Regions from separate parts of the Sus scrofa genome. Here region 1 is linked to region 2. The links are chromatin contacts, called in public HiChIP or PLAC-seq maps. All regions are on one chromosome and are shown on one strand. The core of a region is the stretch at or near the end of the contact, and the rest is flanking DNA. Distances in the headings are between cores, read along the strand shown. Region 1 holds the start of OLFML3 (olfactomedin-like protein 3). Region 2 holds the start of NRAS (NRAS proto-oncogene, GTPase).

Evidence for each region. HiChIP or PLAC-seq counts read pairs in DNA pulled down with a chosen protein or histone mark.
Region 1: a contact with region 2 is called in an H3K27ac HiChIP or PLAC-seq map of alveolar macrophages. The contact joins the promoter of OLFML3 here to the promoter of NRAS in region 2. A contact is called at or near these places in 1 of 5 promoter capture datasets (fetal liver) and 1 of 2 datasets of contacts at active chromatin or transcription factors (alveolar macrophages).

Annotation. Positions count from the first base shown.
Region 1 is chr4:106,569,696-106,576,633 of Sscrofa11.1, forward strand. It overlaps OLFML3 (olfactomedin-like protein 3), which reads right to left and starts at 1,391. Exons shown (of 3, transcript XM_021090022.1): 1 at 1-1,391. HIPK1 (homeodomain-interacting protein kinase 1) reads right to left here. Exons shown (of 16, transcript XM_021090012.1): 16 at 1,714-6,497. The coding sequence ends at 6,009. All of the region lies in intron 2 of LOC102157897 (a long non-coding RNA gene), which reads left to right.
Region 2 is chr4:105,839,451-105,847,265 of Sscrofa11.1, forward strand. It overlaps NRAS (NRAS proto-oncogene, GTPase), which reads left to right and starts at 6,463. Exons shown (of 7, transcript NM_001044537.1): 1 at 6,463-6,542; 2 at 7,054-7,181. The coding sequence starts at 7,071. CSDE1 (cold shock domain-containing protein E1) reads left to right here. Exons shown (of 19, transcript XM_005655417.3): 16 at 1,906-2,084; 17 at 3,272-3,435; 18 at 4,469-4,601; 19 at 4,972-6,285. The coding sequence ends at 5,019.

The DNA of each region.
Region 1 (6,938 bases), core at 141-2,640, 730 kb after region 2:
AGGAGTGCGGGGCCCCATGGCAGCGGGAGAGCAGGGCCCGGCAGCGTGCAGTCGTGCGGCCAGCCTCCTCCACTCTAGCGGGCGGCGCGGCTAGCTTTGGAGGCGGGCTGGGGGCGGTGCCTCCTCTCTTTCTGGATCTCCCAGTCTCCCTCACTACTCTGGAATGCTTTCAGTCTCCTTACGGGCCGCCACCCCCTCCCTTCCGCCTGGATTGATCAAACACAGATGGCCCTGTTACAGAGAAGCCAGAAGCCTTAACCACCTCCCGCCTGGGCTGGTAGGCTCCCCAGAAGAAGGGAAGGAGATTGGAAACCCCAGGGCAAAGGCCTTCTGGGCAGTCACCAAGGAAAAGATGCTAGCAGCAGGAGGCAGAGGCCCCAGAGAAAACAGCAAACTCTGTTCCTGTTTCAGAATGCTCCCAGTGCTGAATGAAGAAACATCCTTCATTAATTCCTTCCTTTACCGGCAATAAAATAGTGTGAATTGTTTTCTGCCTTTAGTGGAAGCCGGAAGCAGGGGTGATGAGGGTTATGGGGAAGAGATGGGAAAAAAGGCCTTGGAGGTCGTCTGTACTACCTCTTCTAGAGCTCATTGGCGCCACCTTGTGCTAAATAAGCACCTGATGTCATCTCAGGATTAACAGGGAAACCAAGGCTTAGACTTCACCTCTTGAGGAAAATTTTCCACAAAGCAAGCCAAGTAGATTGAATTTACAGGGATTTTCATGATTAAAATGCAGCCTTCCCCATGGGGCTATTCAATTATTTATGAGGGCTATCTCAATCTCTCTCTGATTTAGCCTAAGAGAATGTAATTGAAATAAACAATTATATAAAAAAAAGCCCAAAAATAGGTCATTGAGAAATGAGTAAATTAATTCTTGATTATCTAGACGTGAGACTGACAGCAGAGCTTTTCTATATATAGTCTTCCTTTGCCTGAAATCATCTATGCATATTCTCTTACCAAACTTGGGGAGTGTTGAGTGAGTTCACATTAATTTTACACTCATCTATTTAGGGGGAAAAAAATCAGAAAAACATGTTGAGTCTAAATCAAAATAAATGCATTCTGACTTCCCTACCAATAGGAGAGAAGAGATTATGGATCATTTCTCTTGGTTATGGCCCCAAAGGGCCTTTCTAAATGTTTCTCATTTCCATATCCAAAGTAGGACTGCAGGAGCCAGCCCAAAATGAATTAATGGCCACCGTAAGGTACCCTTGTCCTAAAACACATGCATCAAAAGAATTCAAACAAACACAGCATTTATTCAGAGACCTGCAGTGAATGAAGCTCTAATTCCTTATCAGGAGAAATTTTACTCACTTTAATCAAGAGAAATCTGATCAGATGTCCTTCTCCTCTGGGAAAAAAATAGTATCTTCTTGTGGTTATTCTTATTTTCATTCTGCTACTTTAGATGTCTGGTGGAACATGCTAGGAGGCAAAGTTTAATTACAACCAGTGTGAGAAGTCTGTGCCTCTTTCAGAGGGCCAGATCCAGATGATCTTAAGTTAGGGCCCTGGACGCTCCATTCTTGGGAAGCGTCCTCTACCGACCCCTATTCATTTCTGCGTGGAGATCTGTATGAAGAATGAATTTGCCTCTAACACTCTACTGAGGTTCAGATGCAATGGACCTGGCCATTCCAAAGATGCCTATTACCGACCCTTTGGAACACTTACAACAGAAATCAAAGAGAGCCACTTGAATCAGAAAATTTATCCATTTTATTGATGCATTGCAATTGCTCTACATTTTACCATATTATGTAGAAAATACTGAAAATACAAGCTACTTTGTAAAACTAAAGACAAACATTGAATCCAAAGATAAACTATGTTTTACACAATGGACCCTTTTCCCATAGTTAGTATTAAATTTTAAATATCTATTTCCTTTGTTAAAATGATTATTTTACATACTCCCTAAGTACATCTGCATTACAAACAAAGCTCAGTAATTCTCAGAAACTGTTTCTAGAGGCTTGTTGTAAAAGGAAGCGCACAACCGGAAAAGGGAGAAAGCAAAAAAAGTTTAAATCGCACACAATAACTAGCATATCAAATACATTTAATAAAGTTGGAATTCCATTGCAATATCAAGGGTTCAAAGCAGAAATACTAACAATACATATAATGTACATAAAATGTACTGCTACATGTAGTGAGATTATTTTTCAAGCTGAATCAAAACCACACATTATATAAAGTTTAGCAACAAACAACCATGTAGACATGCTGCACCATCCATCAGTTTAAAAAAAAAAAAAATCGAAATAGGAAGCAGGCTTGGGTCATTCCTGTCACTGAGAGGCAATTTCATTTCCTATCCTAAAATAAATCACCCTAACCAGTGGGTTTTGCATAATAATGCTGAAGAAAACACACACTACTGTGCTTGCCTGGCTCTAGGCAGTCAAGCTCAGCCCCTCTAGTGGAGGACGATGGATGGTCACAACTGTTTAAGTGGAGTTATTCCTGGGCCTGGGGATTTTAGCTGAGCACTGACTGTAGTATCACTTCCTGGAAGCGACTGAAAACTCTGGAATGATCTAGTGTCCTGCTGAGCCTAGAGTGGCTGTACCTAACCCTTCCCACTTCCTCTCTCACCCCGAAGGGGAGAAGTTGGAAATACAAATTCTGAGAGGACCTAAAGCCTTAAGCTGATCTGAGGTCAGGCCACTGTGACCTGGGCCAGATGCTCACTTAATTCCAGGGGCTTCCCCCATCCTGTCAGGGCCAGTAATGTTAAGCCCCAGGGACAGGCTCTAAAGCCACACTGAGCACATATACACAGACATGGGTGGATGTTTTTATCTTGGTAAGTCTGAAATGCCAATTTGCAAACTAAGACTGAAAATGTTTAAAATTCTTAAAGCCACACATTGCTAGTAAGGTGATTAAGGTAACAATACAAGCTCTTGGTATTGTCTTCTCCCTGTGAAGACTCCTATCTTAAGTGGTATCCACTCATTGGACTGGGGGTGGGGAGGGGTGGGTAGGAGTGGAGTGTTTTGTGGTGTTTTTTTTTTTTTTTTTTTTTTTTTTTTCCTGCATCTCATTTCTTACAAAAACAACAAATCTTATCCCTTGTAGAAGAAAGATAAGGAACAAAAAATGTTTCCATCAGAAACTAGATCTGTCTTTGAGCAAGAAAATGAGAATGTGCTTGGCAAAAAGAGACACAAAGATCACACACGCTGACCAGAAAACTATGTAATACTAGTGACAGAAACTATACAAACTGCTTGGGTATCTTGACCAATAATGCTGAAAACACAACTCAATATAATGATAAAAAATATATATAGAAAACGCCGACATGTTCCTGGTCGGCTGTACTGACTATCTGTCCCCTCTTGAAAGCCCTTCCTACTTACAATGAAGATATTCCAAATACCTTGACAGCTCCTCGGTGTTCAACCTGGTACAGAGCTTGCTGACCAGGCTCCATGAAATCTCCCATCTCCATCCTGCACCTCCTTGACACCATCTTTACAAAGAACCAGTCCTAGACTTATCCCTCAAATATATAACTTTCAGTTCAGATGGAACACGTTTAGATCTCAGGGTTAACCTTCTTCCCCTAAATCTTTCACGGGCAGGAACTTCGCCATCCCTAGTGCCCTCTACCTGACCCAGATCCGAGCAGGAGCTGAGAGTACAAGGACAATTTCACAATTTGAAGGGCCCCAAGAATCCACAGTTGTTACAAAGAAACCTCAAGAGCCCAATGACTCAACAGGCTTTGGTTCCTTCTCGATATTCTTCACCGGCTAAGAAACCTTTCTGTGAGTTCCCTGTCACCAGCGGCATCACAAAACTCTTCCTCATAGCATGGGGACGTGGTAAGCAATACAACAGGCTCTTTGGTATAAACACATCTGTTACATGTTTTGTCAACAAGCAAATATTTTACTAGGAATGTCAACTATTTGCAGGAAGGACTGCCACATGGAATAAAGGAAAAAATAAATCTCATCTAAAAGTGATTGCACATACTTAAAAAAATGCATATTTAATATTGGCTTGACTCCTCTCACCTGCTTCCCAAATTCTCACAGAAGCAAGGTAGCAACGCACAGTGAGAGAGCCACGTGGGGAAAATGCTTCTGTGAGAACTCAGCTGAGACTCCAACATGGAAAGGGGTAGAGGTGACAGTAAAAAAGAGAAGCTGCTGTTTTTATTTTTCACTGTCGGCAGGGAAACTGAGAACAATGCATATACACAACACAGCTACTAATCAATCCTGTTCTGATAAATCCCAGTGAACAGCTCAGGGTCCACGGGGGCTTGCTGGTCCATCCTAAGGCAAGCTCACTGTAAACTCTATTAACCACTACATTATCATATAAGGCACTACAAGAAGGGAAGGAGGAGAGAAGGAAGGAAGAGACACACACTGAACAACTCCTCACCAGACACACCTGTGCAAAACAATTCCAAGGGTCTCCTCTCCTTGCAGGCAATGCCCCTGCTCACTCAGCACTACAGTAATATGCTCTAATATAGTTGCAATTAGTTCACATACATTCCAACAAGTATCAGTTCATTTTGGTTTAAATACAATGGAGACATCAATCTCATCTCCGGGGGTAACACTGGAGGATCAGATACACACTAAATACACAATTCAAGTGTAATCACTACACATTTGATTACAAATAACATTTTGGGTTAGCAGGAAAAATTGCTTGTTATAGTCTTCTAATCAATATGTACATATTTAATTATGCAAAATATTAAAACACCACCAATTACAAAACTTCTAAAATATTTTTAAATTCAGTAATAAATTTTTAAAATATTTTGCAATTCCTACATGCACTTATTGTGTAAGTCTTAATAAGAGAGCATTCAATTTGCTGCTGGCATACAAAGAAAGCTACTTTAAAGTATAAAAGCTATACACAACGTTCTTATCTGGTGTCAGATTCTCTAGCTTTTGCCCCAAATAAATCACATAGAATGAAGGAAGAGATGAGGCAAAGAGAGAGAGAGGTGTATTACTGAAAATTCATTCTAAATCTTCGGGCAAAGCTCATCAATGCCAGTATCGCATAATACAAAGAGATTTTGCGTATAATAGGTCAATCACCACCATACAATAATAACCACCTTAATGGCTTTTCTAGTAATAAAATTTAAGCTGAATCAGAGAGAAGGACTTTTAAAAAATAATTTAAAAAGAACACACAGGGCTTCATTAAAAAATACCTGATGCTTTCACGGTAGGTATAGATTCTCTCACACACTAAGTTGCCAGCAAATGGTGAGCTGCCTCTTTAACATTACTCTATAATTAACACAGGAGCAACTGAGAGAACCCCAAAAGCAACACAAAGTAGCATGTAACCAGTTTTGCAGAAAATAACAATTTTCCATTAAGTATAATGTCACATGAAAATAAAACTAAAACACTAAATGTCCCATTAGCAAGGGTAAAATCTTCAGGAGAAGTGCGAGATAGTAAAATATAGACTTGTGCAAGTTGCTCTTAAAGTAAGCGATTAAGTCTTGGTTTTTAAATAAGCAGAAAGTAATGATTCTTTCTTTTCTCATTTGTTACCAGATTTCTAGTCTTCCTATCAGCATTGTCCTCTGATCAGCAATTACAATACAATAAAGTTAAATAAAGAGGGGCTTCACTTGTTTTTAAAAGCATTTATAGAAATCAAGTCAAAGAGAGAAAATATTTTTCAAAGGCTAACTTCAGAATGATCTCTCTTCCTGGGTAATTGCAGAAGATGGGCATCTGAACTCTTCCAAATACCAAAAATGCTGTCACAAAAACGAAGAAGTAAAAAATAGGGCAGACTTTGGGAGACTACAACAATGCAGTCAACACTGAGACAGGTTCCCCAGAGAAAAGCCTTCTGCTTCAGTGGGCCCCTGCAGAGCAAGTTGCTGGCTACGGAGTTTCAGGAGAGGGTAAGGGAGGAAGGAGCTCTTCACAGCCCATGATTACGAACTCTGACCCCTCCTCCCTCATGCTCACCAACTACAAGTACGAATACTGGCTGATCTTGGTAGGACTCAGTGGATATCCAGTGTAAATTGCTGAGCCTCGGGAAGACCCAATATAAGACTGGGTGGCAAACTGGTGTTGGTACTGAGCAGGGGCCACGCTGGCAGAAGTGAGGAGACTGGGCCCAACACTGACAGGGACCTGGTGCACCAGAGTGCTAGGGTGGGTGGTATAGGCTGCAGCATGCCTTGAGGAGCCCTGGGGGGAGAAGAGATGAGCAATGGAGCTGGTGGAGCCCAATGCAGCAGCAGAGGTGGGGGCAGCATACGTATACAGGTGAGGCTGGCTTGGCAGGTGAGCAGGGGCTGGGGCGAGGTGTGGGTGGCCCGACGAGTGTAGTGGGCTGCCATGCTGGAAGGCGTAGGGGGCTTGGGAGAGCGGGGCCACAAACGCCTGCTGCCTGCGGGGAGCAGGGTTGCTGCTTCTCTCCTGCGAGGTTGGAGCTGATGATGACTGCTGGTTCTGGAAGGAGGAAGAAGGGAGTGAGGAATGTGGAGATCACTCTGGTTCAGGGGACCAAAGGCCAATATGAGAGCTGAAGTTCTAACTTATACTGCTTCCGGGCTGCCACAGCACAGAATCCCCCCAGCTGGCAATGCTGTCAGAAGTCAGCCAGCCATCTCTCTGCCCCTTAGAAGAAGAGATCCTAACCCAGCCCAGATAGCAGAAAGCTTGCTCTCAAGTTTGACAGAGAAAGGGAGAAATCAAGAGTTCACAGGGTTATTATCCACTCCTGCACATGAATAACTGTTGACTCAACTCACCCTATTCTGGCGTCAGTGACTTTGAATTTTTCCTAACCTTTCTTCCTTGCCATTGTTTTCTTTTGTTCTCCTCTAAGTTCTTCATATCCCTCTTCAACTGTGGAGCCTAAAACCCTAACTCGAACTTACATTTGCACTT
Region 2 (7,815 bases), core at 5,213-7,712:
AGGAATTTCTGTTTTCCAGAGGACTAGGACCTCCAAATATGAATTGACTCAAGTAAGTCTTAAACTAATGCCATGGCGACACTATACCTTTAAGAGGGCTGTGAGGACATGGGCAACTAATTTAAAAACTCATGAGATAATATCAAAATGCCCTTTTTTTCTCCTCTTTTATGCCATTTTTACTTACTTTTACATCGCCAACCTCCAATCCAGTAATTGTTCACCACCGGCTATATATAGGATATAGTCCAAAGCAAGGATATAGTCCAAAACAAGGATTTGTGGAAACAGAAACTTTCCTGAAAGCTCTAAGGCTAGAGGTTTCTGAGACTAGACAGGTCACATTTCCCCACTTTGTGGTGGGAATAGCTCTTATTATTTAGGAACACAACTAACCCTGTACAAGACCAAGGGTTTTGGAGCCAGACAGACCTAGATCTGAACACCAGCTCTCCACTTCCTAGCCATTTAACCTTAGACACATTCATTAAATCTTCCCTAGCTCAGTTTCTTCATCTTTAAAATGAAGATAATATGAACAAGTGTTTGATAAATGGCTGTCTCTAATCCTTTGCATGACTTGTTCTATTGGAAGTATGCTCTTCAAAGTTTTTAGTTCCTGTATGTTTGAAAAGAAAATCTTCACTTAGCCCTATAATCATGAAGAGAATGGTTAAAAGCATTCCAGGTTTTGAAGTTTCCTCTTCTATCTGATGTTTTTCTCCTCTCTTCCACCTATGTTGATTCAGTGAATTCATCTTCTGATAAGAAACTGAACTCTTTGGTCCAATTTTTATCCATAGTCTTTACTAACCTCTAGCCAACTTTTTACTTCGGGGCGGAACTCAGCAAATACAGTGGCTTGTGTTTGTTTTCTTTTCTTTTCTGTTTTTTGCTTTTTTAGGGCCACACTCAACAGCACATGGAAGGTCCCAATCTAGGGGTCGAATTGGAGCTACAGCTGCCAACCTACACCACAGCTCATGGCAATGCCAGATCCTTAACCCACTGAGTGAGGCCACATCCTTGTGAATCCTAGTTGGGTTCATTACCACTGAGCGACAGTGGGAACTCTTGTTATGGCTTGTTTTTATAAATAAAGTTTTCTTGAAACACAACCACAACCATTCATTTACATACTGCCTTTGATTGCTTTCTCACTGCAACAGGAAAGTTGAGTAGTTGTGACAGTGACAGGATCCTACAAGGCTAAAGTATTTAATATCTGGCCCTTTAAGAAAGTGCGATTGATGAGCCCTGATCTAGGGAGAAGGTGCCTGTTGGTTTGAAGGAGCCACAATCAGAAAAAAGAAAGGAGGTAGAGTGCCAAGAAAGTTATCTACATAGTTTTTGCCTATGCCTGGGTTGTAGTTTAATGCCCAATTGGGTATGGACCATAAATGTTTTTGACTGGTTGGCTCATATTGTGAACTTCGGAAGAGAATAATCCAGTGGATCATATTAGCCACCCATAGTGCTTTAAAAAGCTCAAAAGTAATAAGATTGTGAGTGATAGTGTTACTTTTTATTACACAAATGTGGTTTAAAACTGTCCATTAGCTACTAAGGTGAAGAAGTACAAATTCTCATTTGTCTTTGTGGTGGTATTTAGCATTTAGGATTTTATTGAAGCTTTAAGGTAGAACTTCTCAGGTTTCCCTTGTGGCACAGTGGCTTTAAGGACCCAGCATTGTCTCTGCAGTGGCTTGAGTCACTGCTATGGCATGGATTCAGTCCCTGACCTGGCAACATGTTGAGAGCACAGCCCAAAAAAAATTCTCAGTTATAAAAAAAATTCTTAAGAGAATGTATTTTTAGCAACCTGTTTATACATTTATTAGAACCATTAGCAGAGGGCTGTTGTAAAATACTAGCTTTTAGATTTTTACCTGTTTCTCTTTACAGGGGATATGAAGGGTGAGGTCTATCCATTTGGCATAGTTGGGATGGCCAACAAAGGGGATTGCCTACAGAAAGGGGAGAGTGTCAAGTTCCAATTGTGTGTCTTGGGCCAAAATGCACAGACTATGGCCTACAACATCACACCCCTGCGTAGGGCCACAGTGGAGTGTGTGAAAGATCAGGTAAGTGGTAATATCTCTGCATCTGAATTTGATCCTTTTATAAGTGAATAACCAAATAATGACCAAAACCTTGACATTTTTTCAGCCTTGGGGGGAACCATCAACTTTTTTTTTTTTTTTAATGGCCACACTTGTGGCATACGGAAGTTTCCAGGCCAGGGACTGAATCTGAGTCGCAGCTGCAACCTGCGTCACAGCCGTAAAGCTGGATCCTTTAACCCACTGTACCAGGACAAGGATTGAACCCACACCTCTGCAGTAACCTGAACTGCTATAGTCATATTCTTTTGTTTTTTGCTTTTTTTTGCTTTTTTTAGGGCTGCACTCCCAGCATGTGCAGGTTCCCAGGCTAGGGGTCTAATGGGAGCTACAGCTGCCAGCCTACACCACAGCAGTGCCAGATCTGAGCCGTGTTTATAACCTACACCACAGTTCATGGTAATGCCAGATCCTTAACCCACTGCACGAGGCCAGGGGTCAAACCCGCAACCTCATGGTTCCTAGTTGGATTCATTTCTGCTGTGCCATAGCGGGAACTCCCATTTGATTTTTAATTTTCATTTTATCCCCTTTTTTTAGTGATTATAAAAACACAAAACTGCAACATTTTTATATCCTAATGATTTTTATTTTTTCCATTATACTTGGTTTACAAAACCATCAATTTTCTACTGTAGAGCAAAGTGACCCAGTCATACAGATACACACATTCTTTTTCTTACATTATCCTCCGTCATGCTCCATTACAAGTCATTATATACAGTTCCCAGTGCTATACAGCAGACCACAACATTTTTTGTATGGCTGTTTCTAATAATATGATAACCCAGCTTAGTAATTTTAAAAGGGATCAAAACAATACATATGTTCAAGTAACAGCTTCCTATTAATTTTGTTTAATTCAGAAACTTAGTTTATGCAATGTATTAAGACACAAGACACCTTTTTTAGTTTCTCAAGCTATGATAGCATGAATGGCACTGATTTCAGATACATTACTTTCCTGATAAGATCTGCAGACTCAAGTGTGGTTGTATTACAGCTCAGGCGGCTGAACCTCAGCATTGACACCATGTTTTATAAGATCCCCTTCTAGTTAGGATCAAGCATTGTTCTTTGTTCAAAGTGAGTTTCTTTTCTCTCCTGTGGTATGTCATTTTTTTTAGCTACTATCTTTTTAATTTCAGTTTGGCTTCATTAACTATGAAGTAGGAGATAGCAAGAAGCTTTTTTTCCATGTGAAAGAAGTTCAGGATGGCATTGAGCTGCAGGCAGGAGATGAAGTGGAATTCTCAGTGATTCTTAATCAGCGCACTGGCAAGTGCAGTGCCTGTAATGTTTGGCGAGTCTGGTGAGTTTTTTGTTAATTGTTGTTGATCAGTAATCTCTCGGGACTGTCTCTTGACTTTTGTAATCTCTGCTTCATCGTATTTCTTCACTTTTCCATCACTGTTTTTTGTTATCCTCTTGCCACTTTCTGCTTATTTCTTGATACGTCCTTTTTTTTTTTTGGTCTTTTTGTTGTTGTTGTTGTTGTTGTTGTTGTTGTTGCTATTTCTTGGGCCGCTCCCGCGGCATATGGAGGTTCCCAGGCTAGGGGTCGAACCGGAGCTGTAGCCACCAGCCTACGCCAGAGCCACAGCAACTCGGGATCCGAGCCGCGTCTGCAACCTACACCACAGCTCACGGCAACGCCGGATCATTAACCCACTGAGCAAGGGCAGGGACCGAACCCGCAACCTCATGGTTCCTAGTCGGATTCGTTAACCCCTGCGCCACGACGGGAACTCCACGTCCTCTTTTTGAACCTCTTGTCTTTGTCTAAATTTTAGTTCCATAGATGTGGCCCAATGAAACATTAATTGGGTGCTTACAGTATAATAAGTCTTAAGTATAAAAAGATTATATAGTTCTGAAGGATTCTGCTTAGCTCTTTTTCTTCCATCAAGCAATTTCTAGGTTATATGCTGCATAAAATTCTAATTTTATAGTTTTTACACTGTGTTTTTGTTTTGGTTAATAACATTTTAGCATGTGAAGAGCTGAGAGTTTCTGGAAATATTTCTTCATATTTTCCTTTTCTAAGGTTTTTCATACCCGCTACTTTGTTTTGTATGTCTGTGGAACTGGTCTTTCTAGTTGCTGACCAGTATAGGGATGCCCCTCACTCAAATGATTCTTCCAGCTCCTACGCAGTAATAAACTGTGAGTTGGGAATAAAAACAAAAACGAACTTGACTGTCCTGTCTTTCCAGCTAGTTAGCTAGGTGAGGCAAGAGTCCCCTCTCATTAAAACTGAGTCATTTGGTTAGGTGAAAATACACTCCTCTGCAAATACCATCTTCTTACCAAGTGTTACTTCTCACTTCTTGATTTTGTCACAGCGAGGGCCCCAAGGCTGTTGCAGCTCCACGACCTGATAGGCTGGTCAATCGTTTGAAGAACATCACCCTGGATGATGCCAGTGCTCCTCGCCTAATGGTTCTTCGTCAGCCAAGGGGACCAGATAACTCAATGGTACGAAGGTGTACAAGGTTTGGGGGCACAACCACTGACAGACCAATATTCTATTTGAAGTCCTATTTTAGACTCAGAGAGCTTAATTTACCAAGAAGCTGCACTGTTACTTATAACGAGTTAGGATTCCCTGCCCATTGTTTCAGCCACTAACATAACAGGTGTTTACAATAAGAAGCACATTTCGTGGTGTTCCTGATACTTTGAACATAGTTTAGGCAATAGATCAGGATGGCTTACTGTAAGATGTCCAGTTCTTTTCTGCCAGAGAATTTGTGGTGGCTGAGACAGTTTAATGCTTTTGTAGTCCATTTTGGAATTGTGAATGTACTGTGTGGTTGTCATTAACTGCAATTTTATTTCTTCACAGGGATTTGGTGCAGAAAGAAAGATCCGTCAAGCTGGTGTCATTGACTAACCACATCCACAAAGCACATCATTAATCCACTATGATCAAGTTGGGGGGATTCTGGTGAAGGGTTCTGAATATCTCCCTTTTCATCCCTCCCAAAATCTGGAATACTTATTATATTGAGCTATTACACCAGTTTTAACACCTTCCTCGTGTTATGTTTAAAAAAATAAATAAATTTAAGAAAACCATTTTAAAATTATGCACAGTTGCAGCCTGGAAAACTTAAGGTGGCGCCTTATAGTATCAATTTTAGGAGCTTTATTTGGTGCATTTAACGCAACTGGTAATTGCAAAATCCACTTCGCCTGTGTAAGTGATACAGACTGTTATCGTGTTGGCCCAATGAAATTCTGCACTTGGTATTTAGTATATACCTTCATTACTTCTGGCAAGATATTCTGCCTTAGCACTCAGTTGCATTCTTTTTCCTTTTCTTTTCTTTCCTTTTCATTATGCTTTAATTCTGAGGACTATATGAGGGTAGAATACATTAAAAATTACAGAAATTTGTATAGGCAAACCATTTCCTTAAGTTGATGGCCAAATGTTAAAATGTTATTTTTCATATCATTTATAATCTTGTCAAAAAGTCCACTTAACCAAGTTTGGTTAGATTTCAGTGAAAATTATCTTCCAGAGTAGGGTGTTTTTTTGTTTTTTTTCTACCCCCCCACCCCGGGATTGGGGGGTAACTTTACTACAATTAGTATGTATGGTGCAGAATTTCATGCAAATGAGGTGTGCCAGCAGTATGATAATTTAAACATATTTAAACAAAAAAAAAGACGAATGCACAAACTTGCTGCTGCTTAGATCACTGCAGCTTCTAGGACCCAGTTTCTTTTAATGATTTCAAAACAAAACAAGAAAATAAAAAAGTTGTGCCTGAAATGAATCTTGTTTTTTTTATAGTAGCCGCCTGGTTCCTGTGTCCTGTAAAAATACAGGCACTTGACCCTTGGTGTAGCTTATATTCAACTTTATATCACGGGAACGGATTGGTCTTGATTTCTTGGCCCTCATCTTGAATTGGCCATATACAGGGTCCCTGGCCAGTGGACTAAAGGCTTTGTCTTAAGATGACAAGGGTCAGCTCAGGGGATGTGGGGGAGGGTGCTTCTGTCTTCCCCGTTGTCGTTTGAGGTTTTGATCTTCTCTGGGTAAAGAGGCCGTTTATCTTTGTAAACATAACATTTTTGCTTTCTCCGGTTTTCTGTTAATGGCGAAAGAATGGAAGCGAATAAAGTTTTACTGATTTTTGAGACACTAGCACCTAAGCGCTTTCATTATTAAAACGTCCTGTATGGGAGGGACGGGTCTGGGTGCGGCCTGCCGCGTGACTCTGGGTCGGAGGCCCACGTGGCTGGGGCGGGGACTCCGGCGCCCGGGGCGCTGACTGATTACGTAGCGGGCGGGGCCGGAAGTGCCGCTCCCTGGTGGGGGCTGTTCATGGCGGTTCCGGGGTCTCCAACATTTTTCCCGGTTGTGGTTCTAATCTGTCCCAAGCGGAGGCGGCGGAGCTTGAGGTAAGTCTTTGGCGTGTGTAGCATTCGGCTTTGGAGCATACTGATGACTCCTTGTTGCCAGGAGTCGAGCGGAACCTGAGAGCTGGAGACAAAGGCCCTGGGCGGGAGGTTTGGGGTGGGGGGTTCTTTCGTTCTGATCCCTTATGGGGGAGCTCTTTGGATACGGGTAGGGGAGTAAGAAGAGGGGGCCACCTGAAGGCCGCCCCCTAGAGCTGAGAAGATTTGCAGGACGAGTAGGAAGAAGGGTTTCCTTTACCCTAGGCTGAGGGCGGGGCCCAAAGACTTGAAAAATAGATGAGGGTGGGGGTAGCTGGAACATTAATCCAGAATTCTGTGGCCAACAGTAACCTGCAAATGTTTTTGCACTCCTGAATCACTTTGAGGACCAAGTGGGTGAAAGTATGGAACCGATACATTTCAAACTCTGGTTTTAGTTACTGTTGATTACAGAAAGCTTTGAAGTACTGTAGATGTGGTTCGCCAGTTAACCCTAACTGCTGCTTTCCCACAGGTTCTTGCTGGTGTGAAATGACTGAGTACAAACTGGTGGTGGTTGGAGCAGGTGGTGTTGGGAAAAGCGCACTGACAATCCAGCTAATCCAGAACCACTTTGTAGATGAATATGATCCCACCATAGAGGTGAGGCCCAGTGGTAGTGCGCTGACCCTTAGCCGCTCTCTAGGTTTACTCTTAGCCATTCCCTTTCCCATCCCCTTCAGCTATACTTTAACTTAACTAAAGGAGTAATCTGGAGAGAAAGTAAAATTGTTTGGGACACTGTGTTCAGTAATACAATAAGTAAAGCTTTCCATGTTTGTGAATAAGGGTTCACTTTATTAGCTGCTGAACATTTTCTAAAATCAGTTTTGTAAACTATTGCAGAATCAATGTTGAACTCCAAGTTTCTACATATATGATAGCTCTGTTAAAAAGAAGCACGGGCCATAGATAGAATAATTGAATAATAGCAGGATGGAGATAAAGGATTCGGAGATGGGTGTTTTTTAGCTAGTTGAAGCAGCTGAGACTGAGTTGGGGTAGAAAGAGTATGAAATTTTGAGTCACTGTGCCTGGGAATACGGTCCCTCTTTGCAGTTTCTGTAGTAATGTGATAGTGAGCAAATCATTTAATCTCTCTGAGCCTCATTTTCCTCATCTATTAAATTACAATAAACTTGTTTTTGCCTGCCACTCAAGGGATGTTGTGAAAAACTATTAAAATTTTGTGATTGGTAGAGCACTGCTGTAACTATTACTTATTTAAAGATTCTTT